Linked DNA regions of Oryctolagus cuniculus: region 1 is linked to region 2. A link is a contact called in public Micro-C data. All regions are on one chromosome and are shown on one strand. The core of a region is the stretch at or near the end of the contact, and the rest is flanking DNA. Distances in the headings are between cores, read along the strand shown. Region 1 holds the start of PDS5A (PDS5 cohesin associated factor A). Region 2 holds the start of LIAS (lipoic acid synthetase).

Region 1 (2,700 bases), core at 102-2,601, 420 kb before region 2:
CAGCAACTGTGAAGTCCAAGATGATTACTCCCTCGTGTTACACCTGAAAAACAATGGCAATACCTCTAGCATTTCTAAGGTCAAGTTGAAGGCTTTGGAGGGGGGAGAAGAGCAAGGAAAGCCATCAAGAATCATTTAAATAAACAATCAACCATCATTTTAAACTCTGGCAGGGGTCAGCTTCAACACCTGAATTCTATTTCACGTAACTGTATTCTCTTTTCAACTTCCTCTTCTGAAATTGTGTGTGTGCTATTGAGGTTCCCTTGCTTCAATTATTTACCTTAAATTATTCACACGCTGCTGCACTGAGTTTTCCCTGGCGGTTGTTTTCCTTCAGATGAAAGAAAAAGTTCATCTTTGGTATGTTTAGAACACTTTAAAAATGAGTTCTCCCACACGCACCGGAACCACCTTGCTAACGTGTACAAATGCTTATTCCGGGGTTCCACTCAGAGCTCCTATTCTGTAGATTTTCCAGGTGGAGACACATGTTTTTCAGGCAGTGTCTCGAGTGATCCCGAGGCCTGGGGCCCAGAGGCCATACCTTGAGAACTAGTCGACTGCGCGCCATCTGGGTATTTTTGTGGGTTTCAAAATACTAAGTTTAGAAATCTAAGGTGGGGGGGGGGGTAGGAGGCGAAGTCGACTGGCTGTCGGAAGACGCAAAAATGAGCAGCCCACGTTGTCGGGTTGCAAAAACTTCCCCTCACTTTTGTAGTTCTGTCCCTGGGGAGGAAATACAGTTCATTTTCACCGAGTAATTAATCGTCTTTCCACCGGTTCCGTCCAGTCCCTCAGGGTGGTCCTCCCTCAAAGTCACGAAGTCATCGCCGCGGCGAAAGGCGCAGCTCCGTCCGCCCGGCGCACCCTCGCAGGGCCGTGGGGACGGGGGTTCGCTTCCCGCCACCCGAGCTCCTCCTCCGCTCGTCCTCCCTCAGGCGCCCCGCGCGGCGGGTCTTGGCGCCAACCGGATGGCGGCGCTGTCGGCCCCGCGCGCGGCCGCCTCAGGCCCGAGGGAGGCGGAGGCACGGCCGGCGGAGGAAGGGGAGGGAGCGAGGCGCGCGCACTGCTCTCGCGTGCTCTCGCGCCGCTCGCGTGACCGGCCGGTGTGTGCGCGAGGCGCCGGCTCCCTGGGGCACCGAGGGCCGGGCGCGCGCCGCTGCGTGGGGCGTCCGGGTCCGGGTCGGCGGCCCCGGCCCGCGCGAGGTGCGGGCGGGCTGGCCGTGGTGGTGGTGGTGGTGGGGGGCGTCCCGGGCGGACACCCGCGCCTACGCTCCCGGAGGAGCCGTCTCCGAGGCTGCTCTTCCTCGGCCAGACGGAGAGCGGCAGTGTCTCCCCGCCCAGTGCACACTCGCCCCGCGTCTCCCCCCGCGGCGGCTGCTCCTCCTCGGCACCGCCAGCCCCAGCGCCGCTCCGGGGCGGGCGGGCGGCGGCGGCGGCGGGACCCGCGGAGCCGCTTTGTGTGCAGCCCGACGAGGGGCGGCGGCGCAACCACCTGACAGAGGCCCGGGCTCTCGATGCACCTTCCGCCCGCATGAGGAGGAGGTAAAGGCGGCGGTGGCTCGGCTCCCGCCCTCGGCTGGTGGAGGGAGGGGACGGAAGGGGAGACCGGAGCGCGGGGGGTGGGGGGGTAGGTGCCGCGGGTCCGAGGCCCGGCACGGCTGCCGGGAGGTGCCGGTAAGGCCTTGGCGGGGCCGGGCGGCGCCGAGGGGCCGGGGGCGTAGGAAGCCTCCGGGGTCCATCAGCCGAAGTTGAAGGAACAAAATGTGAAGTGCGGAGCCTCTTCCTGGCGTGGGGTTGCGGGTGGAAGGCGGCTGTTTTCCCCTCCCGCAGGGGTGGGGGAGCGGGACCGAGGAGGGCCGGGAGCCGGTGGGGACTGCCAGGGGCCCAAGCTCGGCCGTGCAAGAGCGTTTTGTTCCCAGGAGCCGCGGCGGCGTGTGGGTCCGGTTGGGTCCCTAGTTTTGCGGCCTAAGCCGAGCCCTATAGGCCTCGCGTCTCCTTTCCCGGAGTGGACTGGTCAGGCGGGGACTGGGCGCTTCTGCCTAGCCGAGCCGGGGGCTTTGGGGTCTTCACCGGCCTCCGGAGGCAGCCAAACTTAGGGCCTAGGAGCTCCGGGGTGGATTTCATTGTGAAAGGCGGAATGGGAAACTCCTGGCGCTGCTCGGCTTCTCCCGCGGCCAAGGCGGCTGGTGCCCGGGAGCCCCGTGGGCCCGGGGCTGGCGGCGCCGGCGCGGGTAGGGGCGGCGGGCGGGCGGCGGGATCCCCGGGCCCGCTAAGGAGCCAGCGCTGGAGCCGCGGCCGCGTCTCTGGCCTCCGGGGGAGAAAGGGCCCTTTCCCGATTAGAGATTTTTGAAATGAAAAAAGAGGTTACAAAGTCGCCCCTTTCTCGCTGAACTTTGGTTTTCTGACCGATAGAGGCCGGTAGAGGACTGTGAAAGAAAAGTTGTCCCCCAGGATGGACTTCACCGCGCAGCCCAAGCCTGCCACTGCCCTCTGTGGCGTCGTGAGTGCCGATGGGAAGATCGCCTACCCTCCGGGGGTGAAGGAGATCACCGACAAGATCACCACCGACGAAATGATCAAGCGGCTGAAGGTAAGCCTTCCGACAGCTTGCAACGTCCGACGGCTGTAGTCGAAGGGGCTTCCTCCTCTGGCTGTGGCACTCTTAGTTTCACCTTCCAAGGTGTTTTAGATAGC
Region 2 (2,756 bases), core at 186-2,685:
CCCAGGAGATCAGAATCCAAGATTCAAGATGACTCTACAGGGAACCAAACCTAAAGGAAACAGAAATTAACTTCTTTTTGGAATAACTTAAGAAACCTGTGCCTAATACGTCACATTTTTATGTACTTAACAGGTACTACAGGTGTGTCTTTTTTTAAGATTTTTTATCTATTTATTTGAGAGGTAGAGTTATAGACAGTGAGAGGGAGAGACAGAGAGAAAGGACTTCCATCCGCTGGTTCACTCCCCAGATGGCCTCAATGGCCAGAGCTGTGCCTGATCCAAAACCAGGAGCCAGGAGCTTCTTCCAGGTCTCCCACGCGGGCGCAGGGGCCCAAGGACTTGGGCCATCCTCCACTGCTTTCCCACGCCACAGCAGAGAGCTGAATCGGAAAAGCAGCAGCCGGGGGCATTTGTTGAGTATCGGAAACCATGGTAATTGGCTTCCAGATCTGACCCATTTTTGCACAGGATACCTAACACCCTACAAAGCACAGTGAATTCCACAGATAGCGCCCGTGGTACTGCACTAGTCCGTGCCTGCAGTTTTGGAGGGTAGTTTCCTCTGGGTTCCTAGCAGCTGGGGTGGCGTGTAACACACGGGATGATCCCAATATCAGCAGCTACTTGGGATGTTCCTTTGCAATGCTCCAATAGAGGGTGCAAACCACTCTAAGCAGAAAGAAGCTCTAGGTGCCAGCCCAGAGAGACCCTCAAACCAACCAATACCAGAGAATCTACCTCACAGGATAGTAGGGGGCATTAAAAAAGTTGACATGAAAAATGTTTCCAGTAGTCACGGGTGGGGGCCGGCATCGTGGCATAGCGAGTAAAGTCGCCGCCTGCTACGTTGGCATCCCAATGGGGCGCTCCTTGGAGTCCCCACTACACTACTTCCGCTCCAGCTCTCGGCCTTGGCCTGGGAAACCAGAAGAGGATGGTCCAACTTCTCCGGCCCCTGCACCCACGTGGGAGACCCGGAAGAAGCTCCTGGCTCCCGACAGGCGCAGCCGCTATTGCGGCAAATTAGGGAGTGAACCAGCATATGGAAGACCTCTCTCTGTGTCTCTCTGTCTCCCTCTGTCTCTCTGTAACTCTGCCTTTCAAATAAATAAAATGAATGTTAAAAAAAAAAAAAGTGATCGATCAACAAGCATTGGCCTTTATCATTGCGAGCTGAAGGGATGGGAGCCCCACACCCCGCACCCGCACCCTATTCGCCCCACCGCTCACCCGGGGCCCCAGGGTGCGGGCGGCGTCCCCGCAGCGTAGAGACATCCCCTTTTTAGCCTTAACAGGATGGGAGGATCACAAAAAACACAGAAAGGACAGGTCGACACTCCGTCGCTCGGCTTATGACGAAGCACTTGAGCCAGAGCAACATGAGCTGCTCCGCGATTGGCTGCTTTAGTTTTCGGTGGCGTCGCACATTCATGACGCAATACGCAGGGCCCTTACGCACTACAAGTACGTGATGACGAAAGACGCTCTCTCTTTGCCGCATCTACTGCGAGGTGAGGATGTTTCTGTATCCGATGGGCCCTGGGAATCTGAAACCATCGCCTCTAGGAAAGCCAGCGGCGCGGGTCCGAGCCTCGGAACTCGTATGCTGTTTGTCCCTCAGCGCGACGAGCGCAATATGGACCTGGAGGCGCCAGGATACCAGTCATATTGTAGGCTTTTAGGCCCCCCCCCCCCCACCCGTTCCTCACCCTTACTGGCATGGCGCCGCCCGGACGGAACTTCCAGGACTGGTCTGAGCGGGGAGTTCGCCCGCTGGGCCTCACAACACGCACTTTGTGACCGTTCTTTTCGGGCCTGGACGCTTTGGGGCCTGCTGTCAGGCTGGGTTTTCTTACGTTCTGGGGATTTATGCCGGGCAGTTCCGGTGGACGTGGAGCTGTCGTGCGTTGTGGTTCGGTGGCACTCGGGCCCTGCGCTTGCCTTCTTACCGCCCGTGTTTATGTTTCAGAATGAAGACCATTCTCAGCAATCAGACGGTCGACATCCCAGAAAATGGTATGAGATTTGAGTGTGTGTATTTTCCTCCTGCATTATTTGCTGTATGTGTCCCAAGCCTTTAATTCCGTGGCCTTAACGAATCAATACGTTCTCCGTGCAGTCGACATCAGTCTGAAGGGGCGCACAGTCATTGTGAAGGGGCCCAGAGGAACCCTGCGGAGGGACTTCAATCACATCAATGTGGAACTCAGTCTCCTGGGAAAGAAAAAGAAGAGGGTGAGTCCTGGGGCAGCGGGTGGCCGGGCGACGCTTGGGTCGCTTGTTTGGAAGGGAGTGGCTTCCAAAGGCACCAGGTTTGGAGGTTCAGTGTGTTAGCTTTAGAATGTGACATCTAGAAACATAGCTTAGAATTGCTTTAGTGAAATTGGAAAACCAGGTTGTGAAGACAGCGGATTTTTAAAGCTCAGTGGTGTTAGTGCTTAGAAATTAAGCCTAGTTTTATGATGGCTTTGTAAGAATCTGGGATTCGCGTTCCGAAAGTGAAGTTTGTGGTCACTTGGGGCTGTCATTCCTTTGTGAAATTGTGTTGTCACTTGGGGCTGTCATTCCTTTGTGAAATTGTGTACCTGTGTTGTATAGTAATGAAAACGCTTCACTGCCGGAGGTGTGTGTGTGATTGGGCTTTCCATTCCAGAAGCTAGGGTAATTCGGTGAATAAATGGACTGCCATTTTGGTCCTACTTGTTTCTGAAAAGACCGCTAAAATGCTTTTATCTGTTAACAGCTCCGGGTTG

What was found. Hi-C and Micro-C count contacts between places; a contact is called where the count stands out from the background.
Region 1: a contact with region 2 is called in a Micro-C map of ear pinna, with 6 times the contacts expected there. The contact joins the promoter of PDS5A here to the promoter of LIAS in region 2. A contact is called at or near these places in 3 of 6 Hi-C or Micro-C datasets (ear pinna, psoas muscle and an unstated tissue).

The regions. Positions count from the first base shown.
Region 1 is chr2:33,763,747-33,766,446 of mOryCun1.1, reverse strand. PDS5A (PDS5 cohesin associated factor A) reads left to right here and starts at 1,351. Exons shown (of 33, transcript XM_008275183.4): 1 at 1,351-1,548; 2 at 2,419-2,596. The coding sequence starts at 2,459.
Region 2 is chr2:33,343,086-33,345,841 of mOryCun1.1, reverse strand. LIAS (lipoic acid synthetase) reads right to left here and starts at 1,435. Exons shown (of 11, transcript XM_002709274.5): 1 at 1,234-1,435. The coding sequence starts at 1,278. It overlaps RPL9 (ribosomal protein L9), which reads left to right and starts at 1,441. Exons shown (of 8, transcript XM_002709392.5): 1 at 1,441-1,514; 2 at 1,973-2,019; 3 at 2,123-2,238; 4 at 2,747-2,756. The coding sequence starts at 1,974.